2 separate regions of the Mus musculus genome follow, and region 2 is linked to region 1. The links are chromatin contacts, called in public promoter capture Hi-C maps. All regions are on one chromosome and are shown on one strand. Each heading gives the region's core, a stretch centred on a gene start, on an enhancer-like site or on the middle of the called end of the contact. The rest is flanking DNA. Distances are from core to core; before and after follow the strand shown.

Region 1 (2,979 bases), core at 319-2,818:
AGATTTGTTTATTTATTATATGTGAGTACACTGTAGCTGTTTTCAGACACACCAGAAGAGGGCATCAGATCTCATTATGGATGGTTGTGAACCACCATGTGGTTGCTGGGATTTGAACTCAGGACCTTTGGAAGAGCAGTTAGTGCTCTTAACCTCTGAGCCATCTCTCTAGCCCTACACTATTTTCTTGAATGACAGTTTACACTATTGATTCATTCATTTCAACAGTCACCTTGAATAAAGAGCAGAGCAGTTTGTTGGAAGATATACAGGCCTAAAGATGAGTTCCGAAAACCAAGAAGGTAACCCAGCTAAATGCCATCTGATAGGGGGTACGGTTAGCACATACAGGAAGTATTATTCAGACTTCAAGGGAGGGGTATTCTGGCACCTATTCCAATGTACATGAACCATGATAGCATTATGCTAAATGAATCAGCCTGCTATAGGGGCTCAGCATTCAGTAGGCTGTAATGAGAAAGTGAGTTCCTTCTTAGTTTAGGACTAGTTTACACAACAAGATTCGGTCTGAAAAGAAGGAAAGAAAGAAAGAAAGAAAGAAAGAAAGAAAGAAAGAAAGCAAGCCAACCAAACAAAGCCCAAATCCCCCAAAACCAAAAAATAATAACAAGCAAACCCCCAAGCCCCAAACTAGAACATGTGATTCTACTCATTCAAAATGCATAGAATAGCCAGACAAACAGAAAGTACAGTGTGGTTTTCAGGAACGGGAAGTCAGACCTTCATGAGCACACCTTTTTTACATTTTACAAGTTGAAGAGTTTTGGGGATGTTATTTAGCCGCAATTTTTTGTTTGTTTGTTTTGTTTTGAGACGAGGTTTCTCTGTGTAACCCTGGCTGTCCTGGAAGTCACTCTGTGACCAGGCTAGTCTCTAACTCAGGAGATCTGCCTGCCTCTGCTTCCTTGAGTGTTGGGATTAAAGGCATGCCTCACAACTGCCTTGCTTAACAGCAATTTAGTGGCAGTGAACCCTACACATACAATGGTTAAGATACTGAATTTTAGTAGCGGGGCATGGTGGTACACCCCTTTAACCCCAGGACTCGAGATGCAGGCAGATCTCTTGAGTTCGAGACCAGCCTGGTCTATAGGCCAATTATATGTATTTTGCTACCAAACAACGGAATGGGGAGGGAAGAAAAGATTTTACTTCCTGCTCTAAGTTTACTACAACTTCACGAGAGACCAAACTTGATGGCTGGGATTTTATCGGAATACAGACAAAATAGAAGTTAATAATTATGTAATTTCCCCAGTTTAAAAAAAAAATCTTTTGTTAGAAGCCTTCCACTGATGCTGAGGAAATAAAACCCAGGAGACTGGGAACTGCATCTCTCATCCTGGGTCCGGTTGGAGCATGTCAGATTGGAACGAGTCACAAGCCCTCCTTTGCCCTGTAGATGGCGCTAGAACTGTAGTGCACCTCCAGGCACATAGGCGGCGCTCTAGCCGGACCTCTCCGTCCCGACCTCTATTACTCTTCTTTCCTTCTTCCGGTTCCGCCCCTCCTGTGGCTAGCTCACACTGCGCATGCGACGGCTGGTGGTCAGCGGGGCGATGGCGGCTTCTTCAAGTGGTGAGAAGGAAAAGGAGCGGATGGGAGGCGTTTCGGGAATGGCCGGCCTTGGCAGTACGCGAGAGCGGCTTCTGTCTGCGCTGGAAGATCTGGAGGTCTTGTCGAGGTAACCGCGGCCCGGGAGCCTGCTCCGGCCGGCTCGGCTGTGGGCGCTGACTTGGGTAGGCGGGCTTGGGAGGCTCCGTTGGACGTGGGGTCTAGGGCCTTCGGGGGCTTTGGGCCGCATTTCCCCGCCAAGGGGACATCTCAGTCACATGACCTGGAAACCAAGGCAGTCAAAACTTTAGTAGCCGGTAAGAGGGGCAGATCCGAGCCCCCTCAGTCATTGACACGCAACAGACATTTAAAAGCACGCTTCCCCCCAGTAGTCAAGGGGAGGCTAGATGCCAACACGAAGGAGCCCAGGGTGACAGGAGAGACAAATGTGTTAAAACGCTATGGACCAGATTTCTAAGGGTTGAGCCGCAGCCTCCTGCAGTCCACCGATGGGATTCCTATTCTGGTGGTAGCAGGGCACACGTCCCCAAGAAATGGGCTGCTAGTCAAATCAGATTTGTTAGGCGTCTGATAGATAGCCCATCATCTGAAAAAGCCTGGAAACATCAGGCAGGGCACAGTGGGGTTGGCTGGTGTGTGGCCGAGATAGAGTAAATTGGATGTCACACTCCACATCGTCGTGATAGTCTTAAATCTATCAGTTGAAGTCTTATCAAGGGAAGGCAGCCATGGCCACCGTCTTACAAGAAAACATAATTTACACAAATGGCAGCACTATTGGCCTACAGACCTACATAGTTGAGTCAGGAGGTTTTCTTGTAAATCACAGCTGAGTCTTTATCACGTGCAGTTAGCCAGCGAATGCTGAAGTGTTTGTAGTCACCATGAGAGTCCAGCATGTTAGGAGGACCATAAACCCAACAATCGGTTGGGGCAGGGAGCAATTTAAACAGTTTCTTTTGTGTTTCTACTGTGTTATGAAAAGGTTTCACTAGATATCTGAGGCTGGTCTGAGTCCTCCCAAACACTGAGTTTACAGGCAAGTATCACCATACCGTGATGGGTGTTTTTCTTTTAGGGAACTCATAGAAATGCTTGCAATTTCAAGAAATCAGAAGCTATTACAGCTGGAAGAGGAAAACCAGGTAAACTTTTTGTTGTTGTTTGTTTGTTTTTTATTAAAAAGTTATTAATGCCGGGCAGTGGTGGCTCGCACCTTCAATCCCACCACTTGTGGGGGAGTGGCAGGTGGATCTCTGACTTCCAGGTCTACAGAGGGAGTTCTAGGGCAGCCAGCACAGATAAACCCTTTCTTGAAAAAAAAATAAGAGAGATAAGTTAATGTTTGAAAGTTCATATTTATTTTGTGTGAGAGTAGGGATG
Region 2 (2,979 bases), core at 231-2,730, 1.8 Mb after region 1:
TTACAATGCAATCCCTTAAAATGACTCAAAATAATGTCTATTCAAACACAATAATGATACATTTGGTAATGTTACAATAATTACTTCCAGAAATGTTACAAATTAAGACAGAAAGTACATGCACTGTAAAATGTACTAAAATGTTATTGGCAGTTATCACTCCTTAATCAGATTATTGTTGAGTTCTGGGCAACATGTGTTTTCTTTCTTAACATGGTTTCTTTTAGATGACTACAACTTTCAGATAAGAAATTTAGGTAACATCCAGAAGGAAGCTATTTTCGTTTCTACAATGAAATAAAGTGTTTGTTGCTATGAAATAAATATATTTTGTGTCTCTTTTAGATCTAGCTCCTGGAGGTTCTGACGATTGGATCTATGATTTGGGCATCAAATATTCGTTTACAATTGAGCTCCGAGATACAGGCAGATACGGATTCTTGCTGCCTGAGAGATACATCAAACCCACTTGTGCAGAAGCTTTGGCCGCCATCTCTAAAATAGTTTGGCATGTCATCAGGAACACTTAATGCCCTAACCTCCGCTCTCATTATTTTTATTTTATTGATTTCAGCAACACTTAACTGTTGCATTAGCTTCTAAGTTGAATCAGTTTCCTTGGTTTTGTTGAAGAATAAAAAGCACACTACTTTGAGCTTAAGAGTGAAAATGGCCCCCTGTGTATTTTAACATTTTTATTTTTATTATTTTTATTCTAAGAGGTTAGCTACTGGTCCCACCCCACCGTCCCTTGATTTATGATGAACAGCTATCTTAAGCAGTTTTAAGATGTACTGTGTGTGTGGTGGGGCGTGAGGGTGTGAGTTTAAGCACCAGGTTTATGCTGGACCCCCATCAGAGGCCAGAAGAAAATGGGGAACCGCTGTTACTGAAGGTTACAGAAGGTGGTCAGCAGTCACGTGGGGGATGGGAGTCAAACCTGGTCTCTGAAAGAGCTGCAACCGCTTTTAACGGCTGGAGCCATCTCTCCAGCTCCTCCTAAGCAACTTTTACCCTAAATCTACGGAGATCATTGGATCCAAGCAGGAAAAGCAAAGGCACTCTGTAGCACCTCAAGGGTTTGCACCCTAAAATTTTAATCAGTCTCTGCTCTTGTTCTTGAAAACGCAATCCGTGCATTTCTGCTCCAGCTTCAGGCCCAGGCGGGGGACGGGCGGTTGTCAAAATCTGCAGCTTCGAAACGCACCAGGCTGGTGGTTACTGCCGAAACAAAGTAGCACTTTATGCGATGGAAAACGGTGAAAACCAGAATCTCAGTCAACTGAGAATCTCCGTCCTCCCACGCTGACTCCGTGTCCCCAGACCTTAGTAAACAGGCGTCAGGAACACACTCCGCACTGCCCTCGCGTCGGACGCGAGGGGGCGTGGTCTGAGAGGGGCGGGGCTTACTCGATGACGACTAATCTGGGGGCCGGAAGCTGCCTTGCCTGCGGAGGAGTCGGGCAAACTCGCGACTTCCGTCGGCTTTTAGATGCTGCCAGTGTAGCGGCCAGGCAGAGTTGTGGTCTTAGCGTTGCTCTGCAGTGGCTTCTGTGCGTCTCTCGTCTCGTGTCCGGAGCTCTCCAGAGCTGGGAGAAGATCCGGGCGGCTCCGCTGCTCCCTGTTCCCGGCGTCCGCCCCGCTTGAGGAGGGCCGGCCCCTGGGAGCCGCGCGTGCACGTCCTCTTGGTCGTCCTCCCGGGGCCGGGCGCGGGGACAGCCGGAGCTGAGGCGTCAGGGACGTCCTGAAGACTGCGCTTACAAGGGTGCTTGGAGAGGAGGTAAGCGTTCGGGGAGCGGATGGGAAGAGGCGTTGGACCCGGCTCGTGTGGGCGTCCTGCGCTGTGGCCTCCATCCTCGCTCGCCTTGTTCTGTGCTGCTTGTGTTTCTGAACGCTGTTTGAGCATCCCACCCTTGACTCTGCAGAGGCTCTTGGTGTTAGATCTGGCTGTTGCTCCAGTTGTGATTCTGCAGTCTGTGTCAGGAAGCAGGCGGACTCGGATACCGTGGTGTGGTGGTCGCATTTGTGTGTGGTGAAAGGATGCAGCAGTTGTGTTTCTTGGATTTAGAGTTGCCTTCTTCACGTATTCCAGATCTATTGAAGAAAGGAGAGTCCTTTTGATTGTTCCTGGTCTTGCTTATTTCCCGGCTGCAGTAAATACTATTGGGAGTGTAGGAGTACTGTTTTATCTTTATACTCCCAGGCAACGGGAAGCTGGAACGAAAGGAGAAGATATATCTGGCAGTATCACTTGCTAAGCAGGTTGACATTTATGTGGCTGGAAAAGTATTCAGAGTTGAAGAAAATACTTGGATGATATTGGTAGGATCTTGCTTGTGAGAGGCAGTATCTTAAGTTAATTCGTTTTATTAGGAGTCTTCAGATAATTTGAACTCTTTCAGTTATGGGCGTGCACAGTCTCTCCTGGTTTGTGAATTTCAAAAAAAAATAATTTGAAAAGGTTGGACCTTTAAGTTTGGCATTTAAGGGTTTAAAAGTCTGTGATATGTTTATTTAGTTAGTCCAGATCACTATGCGGCTCTGCCTATATGCTTAGTTTTGCTATGTAGTACTTAACATTACTAGCTTTAGAATCCAAACAACAATATTTCGCAACACAGACGTATAAATTTTTAAATAACCTCCAACTTCTTAGTTAGATTATATCAGATGACAGTTTCATCTGGAGACTTAGCAAGCTGATGTAGGAATGTCACAATTTCTGTGCAAACGGTTGTGCCCTGAAACTTGAGTTTCAGTGTGAGCATCTGGTAGGATGTAGTTGATACCAACACATAGGGGGTGACTCAGATACCTAAATGTGCAGAAACTCAAATCCCTTCTGGAAAACGATGTTTTATATGCCTTCAATCATCTCTATACTTCTAATACATAGTGCAATGTAAATCCTATAAAAGTACTTTATGCTAATTTTAAATAATGTAAATAAGGTTTGTACACAGTGTAGTTTTGGTTTTT

What was found. Promoter capture Hi-C pulls out the DNA fragments that hold promoters and counts their contacts.
Region 2: a contact with region 1 is called in a promoter capture Hi-C map of liver, with 2.9 times the contacts expected there. The contact joins the promoter of Zc3h13 here to the promoter of Med4 in region 1. A contact is called at or near these places in 2 of 39 promoter capture datasets (hippocampal neurons and liver) and 1 of 484 Hi-C or Micro-C datasets (B cells).

What each region holds. Positions count from the first base shown.
Region 1 is chr14:73,508,481-73,511,459 of GRCm38.p6, forward strand. It overlaps Med4 (mediator complex subunit 4), which reads left to right and starts at 1,569. Exons shown (of 7, transcript NM_026119.3): 1 at 1,569-1,705; 2 at 2,675-2,741. The coding sequence starts at 1,581.
Region 2 is chr14:75,282,886-75,285,864 of GRCm38.p6, forward strand. It overlaps Zc3h13 (zinc finger CCCH type containing 13), which reads left to right and starts at 1,481. Exons shown (of 19, transcript NM_001359875.1): 1 at 1,481-1,780. Cpb2 (carboxypeptidase B2 (plasma)) reads left to right here. Exons shown (of 11, transcript NM_019775.3): 11 at 346-670. The coding sequence ends at 530.